Linked DNA regions of Mus musculus: region 1 is linked to region 2. The links are chromatin contacts, called in public promoter capture Hi-C maps. All regions are on one chromosome and are shown on one strand. The core of a region is the stretch at or near the end of the contact, and the rest is flanking DNA. Distances in the headings are between cores, read along the strand shown. Region 1 overlaps Chd7 (chromodomain helicase DNA binding protein 7). Region 2 overlaps Chd7 (chromodomain helicase DNA binding protein 7).

Region 1 (4,788 bases), core at 103-2,602, 90 kb before region 2:
TTTAATCCCAGCACTAAGGAAGCAGAGACAAGTGGATCTCTGTGAGCTCAAGAGCAGCCTAGTCTACAGAATGAGTTCCAGGACAGCCAGGGGCTACACAGAGAAACCCTGTCTCAGAAAAAAAAAAAAAGTACACAGTGCCCCCTGCTCTCATGTAAGATGCCCTTATATATAACTGTGGCTTTGAAAGGGGGGGGTGTGTGATATATTGTTCCCACTCTGCCACCTCTACTGTAAATGTCACTTCTAGGTGACTCACACCGCATCCTGCCCTCTCTCTCTGTTGTTTCTATGCAGTGGCCTCACCGTCTCTGGATGAGATAGTCTTCCAGGATGTCCAAGCAGCGCACCATCTGGGAGAAGATAAGCACCCTGTGGCCACCAGCCTTCAGCTTTGGCAGCAGCTTGTCAATCAGCACCAGCTTGCCAGCAGCCTGGATCATTGCCTGGAGCTGAAAATCTGGAGACTCTGCATTGTGTGTTTCTTTAAACTCTTCCAAAATTTTCTCTTCAGCACCTGCAGAGATTGGATGGCATGACGTGAATACTGTAAGAGGTTTTTATTACTAAAAACAATGGATTTGCTTTCAAAACCCACAGCAAACTGGCAAAATCAGAATATCCCATTCACATGTAAGAGCAGGAAGCCACCTGCTTACTCCAAGTTAGATCCACACATAACCACAGGCCTAAAAAGGGACCAAAGTTTTAAGTTCCATATACTGAGGCAGTTTGGAGAGAGATCCACATTTTCCAGCCACCAAATGTTTGCTGACTATATTAAAAAACAAAACAAAACAAAACCAAACCAAAACCAACCAAACAAAACACACCCAGATTTCAACAACAGACTGTTAGGCCATAGGTGTCGAAAACAAGCCAAGGGCCAAATACCTACAGAAAAGCTAGAGCCTGAACTACAGGCGAAGGGGGTGTCAGCTGAGTAAAACAAAAACAGCAATGCCCAAACCCTCCAAAGATGAAAACCAAGGCAACCTATGGCTTCCTGGCTAAGTCCCCTTTCTCGATGTTCTACACTGTGCAGAAGTTTGAGTGCGGTAGAGCACTCAGTGGAAGGACATGTCCCCGAGGAGGAAGGCTCACAGAGTGCGGTAGAGCACTCAGTGGAAGGACATGTCCCCGAGGAGGAAGGCTCACAGCTACGGCCTCCATCGTGCTGTGGGTTCAGGCAGCGGCAGGTAGGCTTCTCTCAATGCTCCAGTCCTTTGGCTGGAGTGAAGCAGAGGTGATCTGGCCCCCTCCTTGGCCTCTGGGCCCCCAGTACACAGGGCTGGGTTTCACACTCTTCTCCTATCATAGATGCTTTTGAGAACGAAAGCACACCAAGTTTAACCCCAAGCACTCACTTCCTGCCATTATACTGTGCCAGGAACTTCCTCCCACTGTATGTGACGTACCGATGTGGGTTACAGAAATCTCCCAAAGGCGTCTGAAGGTCGGGTTGGGTCAGGAAGGCCACTGTAACGGCTTATGGCACCTCCACAGGCAACACAATGCCAGTGAAGGACAGTCTTGCTTCCATTTAAGGTGGTGTTGAGGCTGTCCCCATGGGGTCATACAGAGAACACTAGATGAGTTAAGAATCATCAAGGGCAGATTAAAGCCACTTGATGTTTGGAGCGAATGCCAGGCCTTCCACAGGTGCACGACCTTTTCACAAAGTGAACCGGGCAGAAAATGCCAACTCTCTCGGAAGGGCCTGACCCTTAGTCGCCTTCCACAAGAACAAAAAGCTGAGATTCAGATTAGTTCTGTAAGTGTGGAAACAGACCAAGGAAAGATAAGGAGGAGATGCCATGTTAAGGACAGAAGCCACAGTGTCCCTGACTAAAGGTGATGGTGTCCCCAGGCCTGCGGTCTGGAGACCTGGCAGGCACTAGGTTCAGAAAGCTCTCCTGGGCTCACACAGAGACTCACAGTGAATTATCACATTATATCTTTTAGTAAGTTTTACTCTTTTGTATAATGCTCATAAGATGCTTACGATTTAGAAATGAATAATTTAACCCTATGATATTTGGGTATTCTTTGTCTATGAGGCATACAACCCGGGATAAAAATGAAGTGTAATATAGTTTAAAACCACTTAATGATCAAGGAATTGTCTTTTAAAAATGAGACTTTCACTTTGAGAAAGCAAATGTCAGGCAGGCTGGAATTATTTTAGTGAAAAATTGAAACATAAATAATTCAAAGAGAAATCTAAACTCACATTATAAAATTTTAAATTTATTAAGAAGCAGCAAAACAACACTCCTGCCTTTTTGATGCCACTGATAATTTCTTTCCTTTAACTTTTAGAATTTAAAGTGTGTGCATACGTGTGCATGTGTGCATTCGAGAGTGGATGCCTGCAGAGCCAGAGGGATCAGGTCCTCCCAAGACAGCGTTATAAGCAGTTGTGAGTCATGGGATGGGACGTGAACACCGGGGTCAAACATCTGGAGACAGTTGCAATTTCTGCCCCATGTATCACAAGACAAAATTTAAAAATTAGCAATTAAAGATTTCCTTTGAGGTTAGATTTGAAAACATCAACTGGATATGGGTTATGATAAACTCAACTACTTAGTTAAAGTGCAGCTGGTAGTGCATTCATCTTGTATGCAGAGCAAAGGCAACTGGAAAGAAGAGTAGAGCTTTCCTCCTTCCACAGAGAGCTGCTACTTGCCGGGGACTCTGGCTACCATATGCAGACACTCTTCAACCACATGCATCTTTATGGCATGTACTCCCACCATCCAGAGTTCTCTCCCACTAAGCTTATCTTACCACTCCCACCAATGTACAGATTTGCTCCTACTTTTCCAAAGACATGCTCTGTAGAATAGAAGTTTAGGCCAGTTGGTGCACTTTCCTCTCTTACGACTAGTTCATAACAGCTTACTACGGATGATTAAACTTTCTTGCGGGTGCCACTTGGACACAGCCATAACTCCATGAGAGCTCAGTTACAGATCCTGGATAAGCCTGGATAAGAGTGTGCAGTGGGGCCCTGGACCAATCCCTGAGATGTCCATGAGATACACTGTCTCACTGTCTCTGGAGCTAGGAGCCTAACGTACATGTTTTTTTTTTTTTTTTTTTTTTTTTTAACTTTCCAAAAAAATGGGTACAAGAACCCCTCCCTAACAGTCACTGTGTTATTTATTCTTAGGACAAGAGAGCTCACCTCAAGGCATGACAATTAGGACAAATACCTCAAGGAGTCCTAAGGGGCTCTAGAAGAAGAGCTATCTATACAGGGGACTCCAGAGACAAATCAGATACAGAAAAGGGCCCCTGCTATGTTTTGGAGGTGGGGGGAGCCTTGGCAATGCTCTCTGCATACAATTAACCAGAGTGAGCAGGAAGGACATGGAAGCTCAGAGCAGTCCTCCTTGTCATGGGACTGAGCGTCTGTGACACAGGCCTCGTCAGCACCATGAGTCCTTTATGTAATCTCTTTTTCTCCTCTTTCCTGCTGGGGGTTGCTGTTATCTATTTTCTCTCTATAAGCTATGAAATAAAAGTATGCGCGCATAGTCAGGTGTGTCCTCCTCATACACGAGTACTTTCCCTGAGTCCCAACTCAGCCACAGGCTAGTGGACACCATATGGGCTCATAAATACTGTGTGGTTAGCTAGCACAGTGGACGGGCAACTATCAGACATGGTGCTCTCTTAGAAAACAAACACTACTGAAACACTACTTAAAAACAGGAGTTCACAGATGTCACAGCAGAGCAATGGCCTCAGGTTCTATACCCTGAGCTTATCCTCCTGGTGGATACTACTGTTTCTCCTCCATTGGCAAGGACATCCAGGGTGGTGGACAGGTGCATGCTGAGGCAGGGGAATGGGAGGTTGTCTCCTTCCCTCACGGACCTCAACACTCCCGGGTTAGCCTGCCATCACAGTGCAAACTGCCCAGATCACAGCCATATCCCTTCAGCTGATCATTCTCTCCTTGCTTGTCTGTCTATCCTTCATTCCATCTTTTTTGGAATGTTGGCTCTGGTCAGTCTCTAGTCCTTTCATTTCTGAGGCACGCTCTCAGGAACAACAGCCCCTCCTCAGCCCGTCCTCCCAAATGGCTAGCTAGCCTCAACGTTTCTATATAACCGACAACGGTCCTGATTCTCATTCTCTGACCTCTACCTCCTCCGGGCTGAGACGACAGGAAGATGCTGCCACACCTGGCTTAATGCGGTGTTTTGGGATGCCACCCAGTGCTCTGTATACTCTAGGTGAGAACTCCACCCACTGAGGTCCATCCTCAGGCACGTAGACAGCGCTCAGCTCAAACACCAGCTGTGGCTTCCTCCACCCACTGTCTGGAGCCAAAGTAGCATGTGACCCCATCTGCTTCCTAGCAGGGCCCACTGAGTCTAAGGGGCACAGTCCCTCTGTGCCGCGCACTGCTATACTTTGGGTAAGGTCCCTTTGTTCTCTTGTTTGCTTGAGTTAGGGCTTCACCTCAGCGACCTTTCTTTTTCTTGTCCTGCCTGGCAAAATCCTGGTCTCATACACCATCTTCCCCTGGGACTTGCATCTCAGAGGCAGCGCCCCCTACGTCCCTACTGGCTGTGCTCACACAGGCAGGGGACACATCTCCTTAATAGTTTCTGGAAGTGTGTAAGGCATTTAACCCGCGGGAGTCGAATAGAAAACATCAAGGTTATAAAGTCCTTCTCAGTAACAGGGACAATACAGCAATCGAAACTTTAAAATCCCTTCCCATTTTCAGGGGACACTCCCTAAAGGCCTTCCGATTGCAAGGGTGCT
Region 2 (4,955 bases), core at 2,220-4,719:
AACGGCAACAGACGCATCTAACAAGAAAGCACCCGTAATGAGGTTGAAAAGCGAGCTTGAAAACACAATAAATTCATAATTTCATTATGCTTAATAGCAGGAATAGGCAAGATTCAGAAAGAGACCACAAGTGAAGCTTTCATTCTCCGTGAGGACCGATTTCACTCATGGCTCTGGGCCCATCACGTTCCAGAATTGTGGGGCGATTGTGGGGCAGATGGTAGCAGGGTCAAGACACAGGCTCCATTTTACCCCACCACTGGCTGTGGTGAGGGCTAAGTGACTACTCAAAGACTAGCTGTAGACAACTGACTATTCCTGTTGGTAGAGACAGAGACCTCTTCAGAAACTAGCCAAAACTGGATGGTACTTTAACAGAAAAAAAGTTAAAAATATCCACCAGACCTTTTAAAAACCTTATAGGACAAAGCAGGACACAGCAGGAGGGAGTGGGGCTAGCTGGCACATCCCTTCACCTCCTATGCTAACCGAATAGCATCCCAGCTTTCTGCCTTAGCTATAAACTCTGATAGATCTGGGGTCATATTAAAATAACCAATTTGATTTGAAGACTGCTTTAACAACCAAAACAGAAAAGTGGTTTTGTTCAATGCTTACTGAATCAACAAACTAATCAAGAATGATTTCGCATAAGAAAAATGCCTGGACCCTGAGACTCCTTTGGACTGTCACCAGCTGATCTCCTCTCACAGCACATTAAGCACTGGGTGGCACTGACCCACTTGCGACACACAGAAGCACACGATGGAGAATTTCCAGAGATGCTCTGGACAGACTCAGTTGTGAATTCTACTGCGGATTGCCACAAGAATATGCATATAACCAACTCTGTAAGGAGTCACCCATGAGACAGATAACCCTCTCTTCTACCTGCCCTATCCTAACGTATTCGTAACACGGAGGAGACTCTGTTTATGGAAATGTAAACAACATTCCTGCTCACTGTCAGCACTACAGACATGACACCTGAGAGGGTCTGTAGCTTTCAGGTGACAGCTGTCAGCCAACGTCAAAGGTCGCCTCACTCTGCCACTACCTGCCATATATTTTCTGATCTACCTTCTCCAAATACAGAGGTCAGACAGGAGAGAATCAAGTACATAGGAAAGCTGTTTCTCTAAAAATATGCTGGGTTTTTTTTTCCCCCCAGAACAAATAAAAGTCCAGAGCAGGGAGTAGAAATTCCAGTGCCAAGTGCAACAAATATTGATAAACTGAATTTGTGCGTAACCTAAAAAAACTTAAAAAGTCAGTCTTCATTTGCTCAAGGCTCACTCTTAACTTCCAAGGAAATAAATGTTACAATGTAATTGATAACAGCTTAAGCCAGCCATGCAGCCAGCTTACCACGCAGTTTAAGGAAGGTAATAGCACTTATATGTTCTGGAAGACCTTCCTTCATTTCCCAACAGCTTCGTCTGCTGGGGCACACCCCGAAGCCCGGGGCCCTGCAGAGCCTGCTTGAAGTAGCAGCAGTGGACTTGACGCTTGCTTTTTATCAGCTAAGGACCCAGCAGAAGGGGAAAAGAAGTTGTACGGGCACAAGAAGAGACAAACCAGGCTCGCTGAGAGTAATTATACCAGACGCTTGGCTTTGTTTCCCTCCTTCCGGTTCCCTATTCATTCCCATTAAGAATCCACTCCCGGAGGCATGAAAAATGCCAGCATTGTACGGCATCAAGTGAGCATGTGACCCACTGCAGCTGTGACCACCTCAGGTGTGGCCCAGGCAGGACTTAAAAACCTGTGGATCGAAATCTACCATCAGTGATTGCTAGCTCTCCGGCCACCAAGGCCACCTTGAATCTTTTCTGACACCTCAGACCAACTGGCAACTGTGCCAGGAATCCATCTGGTAACCATGGTCCATACTTTCGATCTGACCTAACTTAATTAATTGATTTTGGTCAATTTTTTTTTTATTAAGACCACGTGAATGACCACTTTCCCAAATTGCAGCTGCAACATGAGTCTCAGTTTTTATAACATGTTTAAAATAAAGCTCCACTTTGAAGGCTGCACCCTTCTCTACACTGAATGCCACCTGTGCCTATATCACTGTCGAGAGGGCCACACCTAAGAGTAACAATCAGAAAAAATGCTTCACTTCCTAGTAGTTATGCATTAAATGCACCCTAGAGAAACATTTTAATAACTGGGGTGTAACTCAAAGAGAGTTCACAAGATGCACTGGTGCCGAGGTGAGAGGGGGGCACAGGACTGTGACCGAAGGGGACCATCAGCATGGGCAGAAGCTCGATGCCACTTGCAAGCAGCTCAGAGCTGGCAAGCACTGTTGGGCCTCTGGCCCATGCTCCTCTTCACAGATGAAAAAAGCCCTTATATAAGTTAATGGAACCTAGATTAAAGTTTGAATGGCAAACAGTTCCCTGAATGGACAGGCAACTGTAAGGAATGAGCAGGGATGAAGGCGGGCAGGGGCTCACATCAGCTCCACCTTGGTCAGAGACCAGGCCATGAAGCACAGCTTCTTCACCAAACAGAAGCACATTCCTCTCAAGGAACTCCATCAGAGCGCACGGTTAGGAACAGCGGGTAAGAGGACCAAGTGGGGACTGCTGGTCATTTCCCTGGGAATCAACAGGCAGGTCTAAACAAGTAAACAGCACAAAGAACCAGCAGTGAGCTGAGAAGGTAGCTCCTAGCCTTGGCCCAGCACGGACAAAACCCTGGGCTCCATCCCGAGTGCCACGAGATTTCTAAATCTTTTTGAAATTAAAGACATCAAAATCAGCACTAAGAGCAACAAATACACACGAAGGCAATAGGAGTTAGAAATCCTTGAGCTGTAAATGATGTCATTCTAAGTTAGTTTTTATTGGACAGTGTCACACTGATGTTCTACTTAATGCAGATTCTAGAAATTCTAGAAATTCTCGGGCCTTTGTGCCCGAGCTTTAATGCAGTACCACAGTGCAGAGGTTTTATTCACAGGCACAGATCAGAAACCTATCCAGGAAAGGGACGAATTCAAAACACCTTTCGGATGCAAATAATTCCTCTAGTTCAAGCCCTCGGACAGCAGAGCTCTTCCCTGAATGTCCAGCACACTTTGGCAAGTATGAAGTTTTGTAGGGTGTTTGCCCGTGAGATACTGAGGATTTCCGGGCTCCCTGCTAGCTCCACTGTGGGTGGCTTGCTCAACTTCTCTCCTTTACCTCCAAAGGTCCTGAAAAGAACTGGCAGAGACTCTGCATGGAGGGAAGTATACATCAGTTTCCCAAGGCATGCCCTGCCGCTGGAACACAGTGTATCACCACCCTCCCCACAACCCAGAAAGAGGCCACTCTGTCACCAAGGAGACAGTACTATCAAGACAAGAACGGAATCCACATGGTGATAAGTGAACACACAGAAGATAAAGGGTTCGCTGCTGAGCCTGAATTCAAACTGAAAGTACTAAACAGAGCCCATGGGCAGCCACCTCCCCACTGGCAACACAGCCTTCAACAGCCAACTTGGAAAGAGGCAAGTCCAGTGGGGCCAAGGCTTGCCTTTGGGCAAGGCATCTCTCCAGATGACAAACATCCAGATAAAGAAATCAGGAAGTGCCTCCAAATCACAACATCAGAACCTCAGTTCATCACCAGGCAGCTTCAAATCTGCCTCCTGGACTAAGCGGGGCCCTTCCGGAACTCTCTGGCCAAGATCACATTTTCCTCCACGTTAATGTCCCTGGGCACTGTGGGGTACGCTACGGTTGTGCTCCCTAAGCCAGCCATGTGTTGCCTTTTAAAATCATTAAAAATAAATGAATTTTAAAATGCAGTTCTGACTCTTAAAAACCACATGAATTCAAGTGTTCAAGGGCTACTCATCAGACAGGGCAAAGATGTAACACCTGTGGCGGTGCAGAAACCCACCGACAAAAACGCTACCCACTGCTTCCTGAAGGTCCCGTTGGAGAAAGACCATTTTGAATAGTGACAATCTTGGTCACGAAAGTTTGTATTGATTCAAAGGCCAATATCATCCCCTGCGCTATACTATGTGGTATTTTTCTATATGTTCATTTTAACTACACTTTCAACCTACCACATCTCTCCTTCCTCAATTTCCTAACACAGATTTCCATTTTGATCATTTTAGGAATAATTCTGAACTGTACAGAAAATTATTTAGAATGGTGGTGTTCCTTTTGAAGGCATGGATTAGTCCAAATAATGTATTAAAAATAAACCTGGGAGCTAGAAGTGGTGTGGCTCACACCTTTAATCCCAGCATTCAGGAGGTAGGGGCAGGTGGAGTTCACTGTGAGTGTAAGGTCAGCCTGGTCTACTTATCCAATCCCAATCCAGTGCTACTGAGTGAGAGCCTGTCTTAAAAACACCACCACAGAAGTAAATAAAGGAGTGAATAAACAAACAAGGTATGAATGAGAGACTGGTCATGCAACTTCACATGGAGGGCACGCTTAGTAAATATATGACCTTGGATTTGATCCCCAGAACCATAAAGTGAGTTTTAAACCTTAACAATGATTGCAGGGACGGCGTGTATTTTTTTTCACCAGATAATAACCAATCATGATGATGTAAGACATCCGACACCCTGCATATCCAACACTCAACCAAACAGATGTGGCCCTGTCCCCAGGCAGCCAGCTGCTCTAGTAAATCCCCTGGAGGATTCCGAACTCGCTCAGTTTGCTGGGCTGTCTCAGGTCTGTCTAGACCTAGACCACCTCACCATCCTCCTGTCCCTGCAGGACCACATCCTCCTCCTGCTCCTTCTCCCTCAGCTGGACTCTGCCACGGAGTCAGGCCCTTGCGTGTTCTCTAAAGTCCCGAGAACGGCCAATCCTCTGTAGACTACTGACTCAATGAGTCATGGCTTGCTTCGTGTGAAAGCCTTAAAGCCAAGGGTCACAGAGCACCGTGCATTCTGCTGTACGATGTTTCCCTCACTCTTCC

The links. Capture Hi-C pulls out chosen DNA fragments and counts their contacts.
Region 1: a promoter capture Hi-C map of adipose tissue shows a contact between it and region 2. The contact joins two enhancer-like sites. A contact is called at or near these places in 2 of 484 Hi-C or Micro-C datasets (rod photoreceptor and stem cell-derived neural stem cells), 1 of 115 datasets of contacts at active chromatin or transcription factors (CD8 T cells) and 3 of 9 other capture datasets (adipose tissue, liver and pancreatic islet).

The regions. Positions count from the first base shown.
Region 1 is chr4:8,834,280-8,839,067 of GRCm38.p6, reverse strand. Chd7 (chromodomain helicase DNA binding protein 7) reads right to left here. Exons shown (of 38, transcript NM_001277149.1): 16 at 307-517. Among named protein-coding and RNA genes, the nearest start is that of Gm46842, 74 kb to the left of the region's middle. Within about 2 kb of position 1,352, at least 130 of the 459 cell types and tissues checked have an H3K27ac peak or open chromatin away from gene starts, as enhancers often do. A contact at or near this core is called in adipose tissue, liver and stem cell-derived neural stem cells, where this site is marked.
Region 2 is chr4:8,745,810-8,750,764 of GRCm38.p6, reverse strand. All of the region lies in intron 1 of Chd7 (chromodomain helicase DNA binding protein 7), which reads right to left. Among named protein-coding and RNA genes, the nearest start is that of Gm46841, 31 kb to the right of the region's middle. Within about 2 kb of position 3,469, at least 21 of the 459 cell types and tissues checked have an H3K27ac peak or open chromatin away from gene starts, as enhancers often do. A contact at or near this core is called in adipose tissue, liver and stem cell-derived neural stem cells, where this site is marked.